Regions from separate parts of the Sus scrofa genome. Here all the other regions are linked to region 3. The links are chromatin contacts, called in public HiChIP or PLAC-seq maps. All regions are on one chromosome and are shown on one strand. The core of a region is the stretch at or near the end of the contact, and the rest is flanking DNA. Distances in the headings are between cores, read along the strand shown. Region 1 overlaps SLC39A14 (zinc transporter ZIP14). Region 2 holds the start of PPP3CC (serine/threonine-protein phosphatase 2B catalytic subunit gamma isoform). Region 3 holds the start of PEBP4 (phosphatidylethanolamine binding protein 4).

Region 1 (2,700 bases), core at 130-2,629, 490 kb before region 3:
AGTCCAAAGTCTGTCCGCTAGCCTCTGGCCGGGCACCCCACAGCAACCGCCCTGCTGGTCACAGCAGCTGGCAATGAGGACTCCACACCAGGCAGCAGGGGCAGGAGACACAGGGTTCCACGCCCACCTCGAGTTCCTCCCCATTTCTCCTGAACCGATTGATGGAAATTGCATCAGACTTGAATCACTAACAAATGTTCTGTTTCTCTCTCCCTCCCTGCTTGTCTCTGATTTTTCCTTTTTGTCTCCTTTGTTAATATCCACCCAAACCTTCCCCGTTTTTCCCACCCCCCCCCATCCTCTCCCTAAATGGTGGCTGCTGTCCCGCGGGGCATTGGCCCTTCCCCCTGTCCCGGGTGGGGCTGGCTCTCCCCCAACGGCAGTGTGGGGGTACGGTCTCCTCTGCGTGACCGTCATCTCCCTCTGCTCCCTCATGGGGGCCAGCGTGGTGCCCTTCATGAAGAAGACTTTTTACAAGAGGCTGCTGCTCTACTTCATAGCTCTGGCGATTGGAACCCTCTACTCCAACGCCCTCTTCCAGCTCATCCCTGAGGTATGGCGAGCCAGGGCCCTCACACAGGAGCACGCCGTCTCCTGGGGGGAGGTCCTCCCTTCCTGGAAAGCGAGGCTAAGGCATAGGCACGAGCTGGGAGAGGCAGCAGAGAGTGGGTTTGAGAGCAGGTTCACCTCCCAGCTCCACCAGCCATAAGTTCTCTGACCTTGGGCAAGTCGCCTAAATTCTCTCTGCTTGAGGTCCAGCCCTCACACGCAAAATGGGACAGATGATGTCCTGAGGGTTCCGTGGGTCAATGTTGGTAACAAGATGGGTACCTAGTAAACGCTTACTGTTGGGTGAAGAGAGGTCGTGTAGTTAGATCGTGGTTTGGCTCCCAGTTCTGGGCTTTTGGCACACCAAAAAACGCCACATCAGCAGAGCCCATAGGTCTCAATTAAAAAGATCCCTTCTTCTCAGGCCAGCCTCACACATTGACAGCACCTTTGCCCTGTCTCCTGGGCTCACCAGGAAGCCCTCCCTAAGGGTGGGGGCGGAGCAGTGCTCACAAGGTTTGGCAGGGCTTTGGAGGAGTTTCCGACCCTCGCTGTGGGTGGCCTGACTACCTGTGGGTGGGCCCAGACTAGTGGGAGGTGAAGCAGAAAGATGGCGCCCAGCACTCCTTAGAGCAGTTTGTTTTCCAAGATATGGTTTTGGGTTTTGAGTTGATCCTTAGATCAACTCTGTGATGTCTAGAAAAAAGGAATGTTTTACCCATTTAATGGATGCAGAATCCAACCTGCACAGGAGCTCATATCCCAGGGCTTTGCGTGGAGAACTGATGGTTGCCTCTTCCTGCTCCACTTTTCCCTAGCATGATTTGACTTGCAGGGAAAGCCAGCCTGAATGTGTCATTTCTATTCTAGAACTTGACCTTTAATGTCTTAGAAAACTATACTCAGGGTCGAGATTGTGTTTTGTCCTTTTAAAATAGAAAAGAAAAACACAGAGCAGCCTAGAGTTCCTGGCACTGGTGGTCACTTTTATCTGTGACCCGTTCATGAGAGCACCGGTGGTCATTCAAGAGGCCCATTTCCTGTCAGGAAGCTGAGGAGCAGATCACCAGACACTCTCTCAAGGCACCCCCTCCCCCATGAGTCAGGAGCATAACTGAGAATGGAGTTCTCCTGATTTCCACTCCTGTTGCTTTCCAATTTCTTTTTTTTTTTTTTCCCTCCCTAATAAGTGAAGTTCCCAGAGCTCAAAACAAAACCCCCCAAATTGACACATGCAGGAACACTGTCTGCTTTCTCGGCTTTGTGGTCACTGGGAGGTCTGCGGTCAGGAAGATGCTGCAATTGTACTGTTTAACTGGGGAAAGGATTTCCCATTTTAGATGGTGTAATTACACCATCTCCCTCTGTGTTTACAGGCAGATCAGCCAGGGATACTAGATAACGATGGAAATAAGCACACGTGTCTTCTCCTTAAAGATGGGATCTGCCGGCCAAGTCTGCCCTTGTAGCAAAACAAAGCACCAGGAAAAATGAAGACAGAGTCCTTGTTAAAAGTAGAAAACCAAATCCGGGACTGTTCTTCCTGAGAGTAAAATTCCAAAGACAGCTGTCTATCTGCATCAGAAAGTGAGCTAGAGAGAACCAAGCAGGACTGGTGATGTGACATTAGGGAACCATCAGGAGTTAGATTATGCTGGAAAGCGATTGGGCAGAGTGGTCCCAACCTCTTCCTCTCCTAGATCCAAGGAAGTGGTTAAAGAGATGAGAAGGGACCAGTGAAGGTTTTCTATATTCTTAAATTCATTTTGTTTTCCCGGGTCCACAGGCTTTTGGTTTCAACCCAACGGAACGTGATTATGTCTCCAAGTCTGCAGTGGTGTTCGGGGGCTTTTATCTTTTCTTTTTCACAGAGAAGATCTTGAAGATGCTTCTTAAGCAGAAAAATGAGGTGAGCATCCACATCAGACACGTCGATGTATCTTGGTGGTGGTGTTACCTCAATACCACTCCAGTGAGCCTGCCTGGATTCACACCCCCAGGTTATTTCCTGAGGAGATACTCCACTTCACCTCAGGAGGGGATTAGCAGGGGCTGAGGGCGAACCAGAAACTAGATCTGGCCTTTGTGCCTTTTACGAGGCAGTATACCGCTTTTGTGTTAGTATAGGTTATTCCCTTCATAGAATTTTAT
Region 2 (2,700 bases), core at 60-2,559, 460 kb before region 3:
TAGGCCTGGCAGCTGCAGCTCCCATTTGACCCCTAGCCTAGGAACTTCCATATGCTGTGACTGTGGCCCTAAAAAGCAAAAAAAAAAAAAAAAAAAAAAAAAAAAAGAAAGAAATTTCCTCTGTTTAATAAAAGTATGGAGCTCTGATTACTTTTTCTTTTTTTGGCTGCACCTAAGGCATGTGGAAGTTCTCAGAACAGGGATCCAACCTGCACCACAATTGCAACCTGTGCCACAGCTGTGGCAACGCTGGATCCTTACCCAGCTGCGCCACACAGGATTTTTTTTTTTTTTTTTTTTTTTGCTTTTTTAGGGCTACACCTGTGTAAGTTCCCAGGCTAGGGGTCAAACCAGAGCTGTAGCTGCCTATGCCACAGCCACAGCAACCTGGGATCCAAACTGAATCTGTGACCTAAGCAGCCGCTTTTAGCAATGCCAGATCTTTAACCCACTAAGCAAGGCCAGGGATCAAACCCGCATCCTCATGGATACCAGTCGGATTGGTTTCTGCAGCGCCACAAGCGGAACTCCAGTCCTCTCCCTTTCTTACGAGTGGAAAGTAGACGGGGCCCAAAGGAGGGTCTTATCCACCCACTAGGAAAGCGTCTCTTCTCTGCCCCTTATTACTGAATTGGAACTAGGATGGGCGCGAATGGCCTTCTTACTATACCAACTGCTCTTGACAAGTGTGACAACTTAAATCAGGGGTTTAAATGGGTTTGGTGAATGAGGGCTGGAGCGTGGTCAAATGGATAAAGATTCCTAGAGAGAGAGTATGTACGTGTGTGTGCGAGGGGTGGTGTGGATACCCAGAGGACAGGGAAGGAGACCTCCGGTGGGGAAGGTCAGGGAGGTCAAGGGCTCTCTGTAAGGTGGCCCCAGGGGGAACAAGGAGGTGCACAGGTCCATCGAGCCGCTGCTGGTGCACAGGTCCATCGAGCCGCTGCTGGCTCGTTCGGGCCGAGTCACAAAATGGCCGCTGCTCCGCTGGGACCTTCGGTGCGGGACAGAGGGGCTGGTGGTAGGTGCTCCAGGCCCAGGCGGCGCAGGCAGCCGAGGACGCAGGGGCAGGGAGGGCAGGCTAGAGGAGAAAGGAAAACCGACTGTCGGAAGCTGGAGGACAGGAAGGAAGAGCGCGTGAGCGCAGGGCGGCCTCGCACACTGAAGTCCTCCCGACGCAGAGTAAAGCCGGGGTCGTGGACTCTCCGGGGGTGGGAGGTCAGGCGGCAGCGCCGGCCAGTACAATGGGGCCGCGCGCCCCCTCCGCACCGCGGCGGTGACGGCGGCGCGCGGGCCGCCGGGAAGTCTGGAGGACGCCGGGCGGGAGCGCGCGAGCGCGCGCACGCGGGGCCGGGCCGCTCGCTGCCGCGGCGGCCGGGGTTTCCTTCTTCAGCAGCGGTCGCCAGCGCCCCGGACGCTGTGCCTCTGGAGCGAGCGGCCAGAGGGCCGGCATCCTGTCCGCTGGGCTCGAGGGCGGGCTGCCGGAGCTGCCTCCTTCTGGTGCCTGGGCCGCCCTGAGGAGCGGTGCCAGGCCACGGCGGGCTGACCGGCCCCAGGGAGCCGAGACCGGAGGCGCACGTCTGGCGGTCTCCTGTACCGGGAGGAGGCCGAGGGGACCATGTCCGGGAGGAACCTCCACCTTTCCACCACCGAGCGCGTCATCAAAGGTGCCGAGCGGGCCGGGCCTTCCAGTCAACCCGCGGGAAACGGCCCAGGGCCAGGCGAAGGCTCGGGGCCAGAGGGAGGGAGCCGAGGACAGGAGGCAGGAGGGCGGCGGGGTCCCGGGCAGCGCCCATCCCAGAGGAGGATCCGGAGGGGGTGTGGGAGACGCGAGGTGGGGATCCCCACCCGGGCTACCCCGCGGGGGCGCCGGGCGTTTTCTGTTGCACCTGGACTAGTAGCTAGCTGGAGATTGCTGGTTTATCTCCTGTAGTGTCAGATTTCCAGGCTGGGTGGGGAATTTCTTCTCCTACCACCCTCAATGGGCCTGGATCCTTTTTTTTTTTTTTTTTTTTTTAAAGAAACGATTCCTCTTTTCTGGTCTCTTACCTGGGGAAGCCATCTAGGGCGATGTGGGCAGGGAGTGTAGTAGACTTCCAAATCAGACCTTTCCACCACTTCCCTTCTGTACAGTCAGGTCTTTCTTGCCTCTTCCCCACCCTTTTTTAAAGGATGGATGACATACACCTTTTTTAGCCCACTTTCTCCAGATCTTCACAGGCCACTGCTGTTATTAAAATAAACCGTATCGTGACATAAATACAAATAAATCCATTTTATGATATTTGAAAGCTATCTACAGTTCTCTTGACATGATTTTTGGTGTTTTATTTTCCTTTTGGCCATGGAGGCTTGGAGAATGAGCTTCTCTAATTCAGATGTCCAACTAAAACTAAAGTGTTTCTTACTAATACTTGCAGGGTTTTACATGGTAGCTGTCTCTGCCCTTAAACTAAGAATAGTGGTTTAAACATAACCACTAATTTATGTGCTTCTTTTGTTCAGCCATAAGACTTATTAAGTACAACTCTTTTCTCTGAGTTTCAACACTCTGGTTTGAAAGCACTCTTTTATAAGATGGGAATATACCTAGACCAGGTGTATTAGTGGCCTCTGGATAAAAGGCTGTAAGTTAGTTGTAAGTGGGGAAAACTATTAAAAGACTTTTATTTTTTCGTTTTGGTAATTAGAAAGGAAACC
Region 3 (2,700 bases), core at 10-2,509:
TGTGTTTTTTTTCTTTTTGGATCCAACTGCCTAACTTTTTTTTTTCTTTTTTCTTTTGTCTTTTTAGGGCCACACCCGCAGCTATGGAGGTTCCCAGGCTAGGGGTCCAATCGGAGCTGTAACAGCTGGCCGACATCACAGCAACAGCAACATGGGATCCAACCTGTGTCTGCAACCTACACCACAGCTCAAGCAATGCCAGATCCTTAACCCACTGAGCGAGGCCAGGGATCAAACCTGAAATTTCATGGTTCCTAGTCGGGTTGGTTAACCACCAAGCCACAACGGGAACTCCCGCCTAAAATTTTAAGGGAAAACATATTTCTCTTTCTAAAAGTAGTGTTTGTAAGAATTCAAATGCACTCAGAGAGACAGAGTAGGAAGTGAGAGTCCTTGCTCCCAGCCTCACTTCTGATGGCCTCAGAGGGATGCCAGCATACTCGGTCACCAAGCTGGTAGAGGAGGTTGCCAGCAGCATGGCTGGGGCAGCCCTGAGGATGACCATGTGTCCAGGACGATGAAGACTGGCTTTTCTGACCCGCAGGCAGGAGAGAGCCGAACTGATGAAAAGGGAGAGAAGCTTGCGCCCTTGGAAGAGACAAAGCCAGGCCTCGAGACCCAGACTTCCCTGAACAATGTCCATTGGCCACGCTCCCTAACAGGCCCACCTGTCCCGACGCCCCTAGAGCCTTGTTAGGGAACAGGAAACATAGGGAGGGTCCAATCACACACCCTCGGTCAAATAAATGCCACTTTCCTTTAAAATGCCACCTTGCTGGGGGACAGGAGGCGTTCCATGCTGGAGGAAATGATGGTCTCTTTCGGGTGCCAACACAGAGGGTGAGGCCACAGCCCCACAGGGCCCCTCGGGTTTGGAGGCCCGGGGGAGCGGACCAGATCTGCATACCCTCCTAGCCCCGAGAACCGCCCTTGGACAGCAGGGGCCTGAAAGGGTCTGAGTCCTTTCCTTGCTGTCATGTTCCGTCAGAATGGCCCCAGAGCTGCCTTATGTTCTGCCTTCCACAGAGGCTGCCTTGGGAGGCAGTGCCCCCTTGGTTCTGGAAGCACCCCCTCTTCGAGCCTCTAGCGCGGCTCTTGGGAGTGGGGGGCCACCCAGTCTTACTTGCAGAGCACAGCGTCGCTGTCAGACAAGGCCTCGTACACACATGGGTCACTGTCCTCTTCATCTCCGGGGACCGCCATCGTGAGGCCCAGGAACAGGGCTGCCGTAGCCAGCCTCATGGTCCAGCCCATGGGCACCTGGAACGGAAGGAACTTCAGTGCCACCAGGCCCGCCGCAGGGGGTGCTCTGCCCACCCCAGAGCCCCTGCCCCAGGGGCCCACCTGATCAGAACCCTCTGCTCAGTAGGGAGAAGTGCAAGGGAGAAGTTCCGGCCAGGCTGGGCTCCAGCAGCTAATCCGTACCCGGACACAAGAACCTTGGGCGGACCTGGGCCTCTTCCCAGCTGGACTCAATTTTCAGTCCTGGCTGAGGCCCCTCCTCCACGGAGCAGAGCTGTGCTGTCACTCTGCCTGCCGCCCGCCTGGGCGCAGAGCAGGCTGCAGCACAGGAGGGCTTATATAAGCCTCTTACACAGCCCCCCCTCACCCTGCCCCTCCCGAGTTACCCCTGTGCAATCAGTTGAGCCTCCTCCTTTGACTTTAAAGCAAACTCTGGGAGGCTGGTGACCCCAGGCTTCGGGTTCTGGGGGTGCTCATGACGGCCCCACCTTGCAGGGTTTTCTAGGAGCAGGCATGAGGCTGGGGTGCGCCCTTTGCACCAGCTCTGCTTCTCCCACCCACAGCTCCTCTGCCACCTGTCTTGAGAGCCTCGGGGCTGTCGGATGGTGGTCACGGTTGGACACGGTGACCCTGCGGAGGAGGGGCTGCTGCACAGGGGAGGAGGAGGGGAGGGCCACCAGGCCCTGAGGCCAGCTCTGAAGGGCCAGCTGAGGACAGAAGGGTGTGCCCGGCTGTACCTTGCACTGGTGCTGAACTCAGCACTCTCCCAAAATAATAGTCCCTGGAGAAGAAGGCCAGCAGAGCTGCTCAGGAAGGGGGAAGCTTGCACAACTCACTGCACTAGGAGGAAGGGGGGCCTAGGGCTGCGTTGAACACTTGCCTGGGACCCCTGGGTGGCCTTCGTTCCCTCAGGGAACAGGCCTGCAGGCAGGAGGGTGTGGGACTCTGATTGGAACCAGAGAGGCAGGGGGAAGATCAAAGGCAGTTCCTCCACCACAGGGGAAGGGGGAGGGGACCTCAGACACCAGTTTCTGCATTGAGCTCCACTACTTGGCTGGGGGAGGGGGGGGGTGTTGTCTCACACCTCTTCAGGATGCACCACGTCTTGTAAAAACAAATAAAATGATCCTGTCGCCCTTGTGCGGGCGAAGGAAGATGAGGGTAGGTCTAGAGTACATGCAGCTAGATCTTCAGAGAAACATTTCAGCAGAGCTTGCTTTTCAGTTGAATTCCTGCTTCCAGGACCCCAACTTGCAGCAAAAGCCCTTCTTTGGGGCAACAGACCAAACACATTTCTCAATAATCATACTCCCTGAAGTATGACAAAGGCTCCCCACCCCCATCATTCCCAAGGTCCCTCCTACTGGACAGTGTCTCCTAGCAGCCGACCCACAAAATGGTTGTGTTGAAATGAATGAATTACGTAAGGCACTTAGTAAGGTACCTGGCACTGAGGTA

Evidence for each region. HiChIP or PLAC-seq counts read pairs in DNA pulled down with a chosen protein or histone mark.
Region 1: an H3K27ac HiChIP or PLAC-seq map of skeletal muscle shows a contact between it and region 3, with 3 times the contacts expected there. The contact joins the enhancer-like site here to the promoter of PEBP4 in region 3. A contact is called at or near these places in 7 of 47 Hi-C or Micro-C datasets (alveolar macrophages, embryonic fibroblasts, mesenteric adipose tissue and 4 more) and 1 of 2 datasets of contacts at active chromatin or transcription factors (skeletal muscle).
Region 2: a contact with region 3 is called in an H3K27ac HiChIP or PLAC-seq map of skeletal muscle, with 4 times the contacts expected there. The contact joins the promoter of PPP3CC here to the promoter of PEBP4 in region 3. A contact is called at or near these places in 2 of 47 Hi-C or Micro-C datasets (liver and skeletal muscle) and 1 of 2 datasets of contacts at active chromatin or transcription factors (skeletal muscle).

What each region holds. Positions count from the first base shown.
Region 1 is chr14:6,676,757-6,679,456 of Sscrofa11.1, forward strand. It overlaps SLC39A14 (zinc transporter ZIP14), which reads left to right. Exons shown (of 9, transcript XM_005657235.3): 5 at 2,336-2,458. Among named protein-coding and RNA genes, the nearest start is that of PPP3CC, 34 kb to the right of the region's middle. Within about 2 kb of position 1,380, at least 8 of the 83 cell types and tissues checked have an H3K27ac peak or open chromatin away from gene starts, as enhancers often do. A contact at or near this core is called in alveolar macrophages and skeletal muscle, where this site is marked.
Region 2 is chr14:6,710,480-6,713,179 of Sscrofa11.1, forward strand. It overlaps PPP3CC (serine/threonine-protein phosphatase 2B catalytic subunit gamma isoform), which reads left to right and starts at 1,310. Exons shown (of 14, transcript XM_005657236.3): 1 at 1,310-1,667. The coding sequence starts at 1,619.
Region 3 is chr14:7,171,382-7,174,081 of Sscrofa11.1, forward strand. PEBP4 (phosphatidylethanolamine binding protein 4) reads right to left here and starts at 1,260. Exons shown (of 6, transcript NM_001162888.1): 1 at 1,124-1,260. The coding sequence starts at 1,254.